Regions from separate parts of the Rattus norvegicus genome. Here region 1 is linked to region 2. The links are chromatin contacts, called in public Hi-C maps. All regions are on one chromosome and are shown on one strand. Each heading gives the region's core, a stretch centred on a gene start, on an enhancer-like site or on the middle of the called end of the contact. The rest is flanking DNA. Distances are from core to core; before and after follow the strand shown.

Evidence for each region. A called contact is a pair of places that touch in the nucleus more often than the background predicts.
Region 1: a contact with region 2 is called in a Hi-C map of Schwann cells, with 5 times the contacts expected there. The contact joins two enhancer-like sites. A contact is called at or near these places in 3 of 12 Hi-C or Micro-C datasets (Schwann cells, frontal cortex and mammary epithelial cells).

What each region holds. Positions count from the first base shown.
Region 1 is chr1:222,777,175-222,780,052 of GRCr8, reverse strand. No RefSeq gene overlaps it. Among named protein-coding and RNA genes, the nearest start is that of Gnaq, 74 kb to the left of the region's middle. Within about 2 kb of position 1,357, at least 19 of the 93 cell types and tissues checked have an H3K27ac peak or open chromatin away from gene starts, as enhancers often do. A contact at or near this core is called in Schwann cells, where this site is marked.
Region 2 is chr1:222,733,009-222,736,020 of GRCr8, reverse strand. The region is part of intron 1 of LOC102553402 (a long non-coding RNA gene); the gene reads left to right. Among named protein-coding and RNA genes, the nearest start is that of Cep78, 33 kb to the right of the region's middle. Within about 2 kb of position 1,295, at least 10 of the 93 cell types and tissues checked have an H3K27ac peak or open chromatin away from gene starts, as enhancers often do. A contact at or near this core is called in Schwann cells, where this site is marked.

The DNA.
Region 1 (2,878 bases), core at 108-2,607, 44 kb before region 2:
TTTCTCCATTGCTACTTGTCATGCTAAAGGATTTTTTTCTCTGCCTTTTAATTCTTTGACTGATGGAGAGAAAAAAAAGTCAAGATTCTAGACAGTAGCAGTTTGGGCCTCTTGTGAACCTATGTTTAAAGATGGTCTTTGTATTTGTCTTTATCTGTTTTATGTGAATGCAAGCATGTTTGCATTTGGGAACAATTTTCAGGTGTTGACTCCTGCCTTCCACCTGAATGGAAGAAAAATGAAATAAAAAAGGAGGAGTGTGAAACCAAACACAGGAGCAGGCAGGAGCGGCTCGCCCTGCCTGTTACTGGGAGACTGAAACAGGAAAAACATACCTTGCAGGTTAAGAGTTCTGTTTGCAGTCAAGACAAGAGTAAGTTTCTGTTTGTCTTATGTTTGTTTGACCTATTACATTGGACGTGTTTGATCATGAGTGGGCAGAAGGTATGTGGACAGGAAATATGTCAGGATGTATGCTTGTCCCTGATTAGATTTGATGGGAAATATAGTGGCCTGGTGGGGTTTTAGCTTCTGCAAAGTGTGACTCGTGGCCATTTTCTTGGAACCCAGAAATGGACCCGGATAGATATCTTCCTGACCAGTATTTAACTAAAGTTTGCTTCAAATATGGCTTTAAAGTTGTGGTAGTGGCCTTATCCAACCCCCCAACACCCGTGGGATTAACAAGACATAACTAGAAGATTTATTGTAGATATAGGGGAGAAAGCATGCAGAGGGAAGAGTCCAGGCTATACATGGCTGACAGACTAAACTAGAACACTGAAGAGAGATGGGGAACGGGAGCAAGAGAAGAACATGCGACTATGAGAGGCACCCAAGCCAAGAGACCAGAGTAGCCAAAATGGCCGAGTTATATAGCGATCAGGCTCGGGAAGGTAAAGCAGACGCGCACCCCTCCCCGTCCCCCTCCCCCTCCCCCTCCCCCAGAGGGTTAGCGTAGCAGACTGGGTGAGAACTGCTGGAAGGCGCCACAGGTACTGAGTGATACTTGTCCTGGGCTTCTTTGAGACCTATCACCACTATGCAGCATAATCTTTCTTGTTTCTGCCCCACTGTCTCATCCAGGAGCGGCGGTAAGGTTCCAGCCATGTTCCTCGAATCTCAACACAGATGTACTAAGATTACAGATCAAAAGGGGTGCCAAACCAGTGATTTCACCCACTGAGCCATCTCCCTGGCTCGGGTCAGCATTTTAACAGGACCAAGCAATTCTTGTCCACACAGACATTTGACACCCACTGCATTGGATCTTCGAGCCTTTCAGATGAAGAACTGTTTGCTCTGGGAATCCATTTTACCTCACGCCTAAAACTGACAGGGAAGAAAGTCCTCGAGTGCCCTCTGGAGGTCATCGTAGGAACTGGGCAGCTTTATAGTGAGGTTTTGTTTTCTTTTTCTCGGGAACAGGTATAAAAATACCAAGTGTGATTTTTGAGCCCTTCCTAGAACCAAACATTGTGATTAGGAATTCGCACAAATTTTTTCATTTAGACTATCATGCAGGTGTTACTATTCTGCAATTCTGGCATTTGACCACCTCCTTTTAACTTGGTTTTCCTTGGCGTCCAGTATACCCACACCCTTTTTCATTTGCCTTGGGTCCCTCTGTCTCTTCTTCTTCCGTCTGTCTCAGTACCCATCTCCCAGGTCTTCTCATCTTCCCCCAGGGAGCAATGCTTGGGTTTCTTTTCCTTGTGCGCTCAACTTCTTAATGAATTCTTTTATCCATATGCCAACAAACCCCACATTTCTATCTTGTGACCAGCGTGCTTCTTGAGACACAGGCAGCTGCCTTCTGGACATGTCTACTTGGACGCCTGAGAGACGCCACAATTGTGTCTAAAAACAAAGTTCTCCTTTTCTTCCTTAAACCTCTTCCATTTGAGATTTCTCTCATCTCAGATGATGGAAATTCTCTCTCACTGCAGTTGAGTAACTGCGTGGTGTTCTCACTGGGTCCTCTCACTCATAGCCCTGCTCCATCACATATCCCTCTCCTCGCCTGGAGCCTTGCTTCAGCCTCCCCCTTGGTCTTTTTATCCAACTGTCTTTCCAAGAGACAATTCTCAGAAACCAGAATGGCTTTCGTAGAACGCTTCTCAGCTCTTAATTTCTCTACTTAATGTCCTTCCAAGCCTCCGGTTTTACTCTGATAAATGTCAAAGTCCTTCATATGGCCAAGAAGACCCTGCACAGGCAAGGTTCCCCAATGTTTCTCCGACTCTGGCTCCTTTTGAATTCCTCTTTGTCTATCTAGCTCTGGCCATAGCTGTGCTATTCCTAATACAAGCCTGGTAGGAGCACCTTCCCATCCACTTACCTAACCCTTTAGCTGCTGCAAACACTTACTCCAGCATGACCTGGTCCACAGAGTCTACTCTGTCATTTCTGTTTAAATTGGCAACTTGCTCCACCCCCACCCCCAGCCCCTCTGTAGCACTGCCCCACCCCCAACCCCTTACCACACTGTGCCCTGTCTGTGGCGTGTCATGGCTTTCCAAACTATTGTCTAATCTAGTAGTTATGTCCCTGGGTATTCGTTCCACTAGAATTTTTAACCCCAAATAGGCAGATATCTCTGTCCCTTTTGTTTACTGATGTGCCCAACACATAGATCACTGACTTAAATATTTTAAAAATGTTTGCTGAATAAGACATGACCACATCCTTGGCTCTCGGTGCTTCAGTAATTCACTTAAAAAGTAAATCGGAATAATCAGCATATTTGTTTTTCTATCATGGTAGCCCTGTAACACCTGACCTCGGCAGTTTCTGCAGAGAGCAGTTCCCAAGAGGAATGACATACATGGGGCTGTCTGTTCTCACACACCTCTTCTGGAGCAAACTGAGACCCCCG
Region 2 (3,012 bases), core at 46-2,545:
CTATCATCGGTAAATCAAAATGCTAGCTTTGAAGTATATCTAAGCAAAGTAGCTCTTGCTTATAATATCAGCAATCAGGGCGGTTACGAGTTTGAATCAGCTCAGGCTCCACTGTGAGACCCATCTCAGAAAAAGTAGGCTAAAGATATGGCTCAGTGGATAAGGCACTGTTGAACAAATGTGAGGAACTGAGTTCAAGCCCCAGAAACCAAATTGAAAAGACAAACACTGTGGTGTGTGTACCTGCACTCTGAGTGTGCAAATGGGAGGCAGAAACAAGAGCCAAAAGTATTTTTTATGTAACCCGACAGAAAATGCTAGCACTTCCAACGGGATATATTGATATATATCTAAACCACCCACATCAATATCGGTTCTTCCTGTGTTCAGGTTTGTTTTTAATATGTCTAGTATTTTTATTTACCTGTTGCTATGCACACGGGGTTTAGATAAAGCTTCAGGGGAGAAAGGGAATCTGAGTCTTAGACCCTGAAACGAATGTGGGTTCCACCCTGATTTTAATGGGCAGAGCATCACAAACGCTGGAAGAATGCACAGGAAAGAAGGGATGAGGGAAGAGGTCGGGTTAATCAAATATATAATATATAATCAAATTATCACTGCCAGATGATAATCACACTGACTATGGCTTTTGTGACGGCAGTCATGACGGTGCCATGTTTGTAGGACACTTAGCCACAATATCACTGCCGTGCTTCAGTGGAGCACAATCAAGGCTCTTATGGCGACCAACGGAAACAAGCAACAGAAATGCAATATAGCACAGCCTTCAGATGGTATCGTAGCTCAGTGTGTGTCCAGGAAAGCTGAAGAGCCACATCCGGAGGGCGCAGAGTAAGGAGCAAAATCCAGCACCCACTGGTCCTCTAAAGTCCCCAGGGTTCTTACTATAGCACAGAGACTCTTGTACTAGTCTAATGGCCTTTTGACCTTAAGCAAGCTAAAGAATATCACAACTGTTTCTGGACTGGAGGGGCCTTTGTCGGATGTTACCATCTTTGTAATTTATTATACTTGGTCCCTCTTTTTTTTTAAAGTTTTATCATTATGCTATTAAAGGAAGATAGTCCCAGAAAAATCCTCTTGGGTAAGTAGAGAGCACAGCCATTTCAACCATTTCCATATCTGACTGCTGGAGATTTCAAAGAAGAGTGAGGATGCCTGGCAGTCGTTTCTTTCCCACTCTTACTGGGCTCTTGGGACAGCAAAATGAAGGCCGTCCTAGGCAAGTCAGGACAAGCTGATGACCCCTTCAGAGCCCAACAGTATTCTAATGCAGTCGGGCTTCCCCCAGACGTGGAGAAATTCCCCCAGTGTTAATCACTAATCACTCAGAACCTCCTAGAGTCTGTTTCATTTAGTTATTGTTCCCAGAAGTCTCTGAAGTGAGTCACAGCAGACATTAAATTAGTTCAAGGGTTATGGGTTCTTTCAAGCAGGAAATACATCTTCTATTTTCTTTTCTACCCTTTTATTTTTATAACATATAAATTCTACAAATGTATGGAACACAAAATGATGTTTCATTATGTAGATCCCACTGCATAAAGTATGATATTCAGACCGTCTCTGCGGAGTTTGTATCATAAACCAAAAGAGGAGAACAAAGACTTCCCGAACTTGACGAATATGGATTTTTCTCAAACTAATTCACTGAGTAGAAATTAATATCCCTCAACAAAATTCCTCTCCTTTGTTGAAATGGAAGTCTGAGATAGATTACAGTGTGCAGCCCTGGGTGCCTTCCTTTGTTCTCTTTCAGATAGCCTTCTTCCCTCTCGTGGACTCTCAGTTCCCCTTTTCTGCAGCTGTGGTCTGGAACGTCTTCCACTGGGATGGGTGGAGTGGGCACCAACACTTCCTGAACTGGACTAATCCAAACCCACTCGTCTGACCACTCTGATGGTTTGAAGCTTCGAAGGGTCAGCAGAGCATGGCGGAACTTTGATGGATTGACCCATTCAGAAAAATTTGAGAATGAACACCTTGTGGCGAGATCAGTGTGCTTCTAAGCAGTGGTTTCTCTGGACCCCAGCAGATGGTTTAATCCAAACTGCTTCACTGTTGCCAGGCAAAAGCCTAAGAGAAACAAAGTCTTCTTGGGAACAGAGGGCGGAGGCCATGTTCTAGTTTGCTTCCTATTTCGGTGATCAAAACCCTAACCAAAGCCACTAAGGGAGGAAAGGGCTTATTCATCTTCCACTCCCATGCCACAGTCCATCCCTGAGGTCAGCCATGGCAGGAACTCAGACAGGAACTCAAGGCAAGAACATGGAAGCAGGAACTGAAGCACAGTCCTCAGAGGAACTCTGCTTACTGGTTTGCTCAGCTTGCTTTCATACATTGCTTAGGATCACTGACCTAGGAGTGACATCACCCACAGTAGGCTGTGCCCTCCCACATTAATTATTCTTCAAGAAAATGACTCACAGACTTGCCTAAAGGCCAATCTGAGGAAGGTTCCCTCTTCCCAGATGTCAAATTGACAAAAAACAACCAAGGCAATCTGTTTCTCACTCTAGGTATAGTGACAATAAGAAATGCACCTGTTCTGTGAGATGCTCAGAATTCCTTTAAGGGCTTTAAGCAAACCCAAGTCCTGGAGACACAGACAGCGTGGCACACCCTTCTGAGTTTCCTTTCAGCTCTTGGTCTTGAGTTATTTTCTTTTTCTTTACAGCAATCTAACTTCCACGAGTTTCCATGTCTATTTACATGGTCATTGTTTAAAATCCAATCACCCTCTATGCCAAATCTCTAACCCCAGCCCCTCCAGACGGGGTCATGAGTTGGGCTCACGTCTGTGACTTAAGTTCTTCCAGAATCATGAGACTCCTCGGTGGTGGAGCCTCGGTTAGGTTTGCTATCAATGAATAAGAAGACCTAGGGACAAGCTACATGGATTCAAGACTGAGTGGCTTAGTCATCTTCTTACACTTACTCCAAAATTACAAGAAGAAATGACATTTGGAGCCACCACGTGCTAAGAAT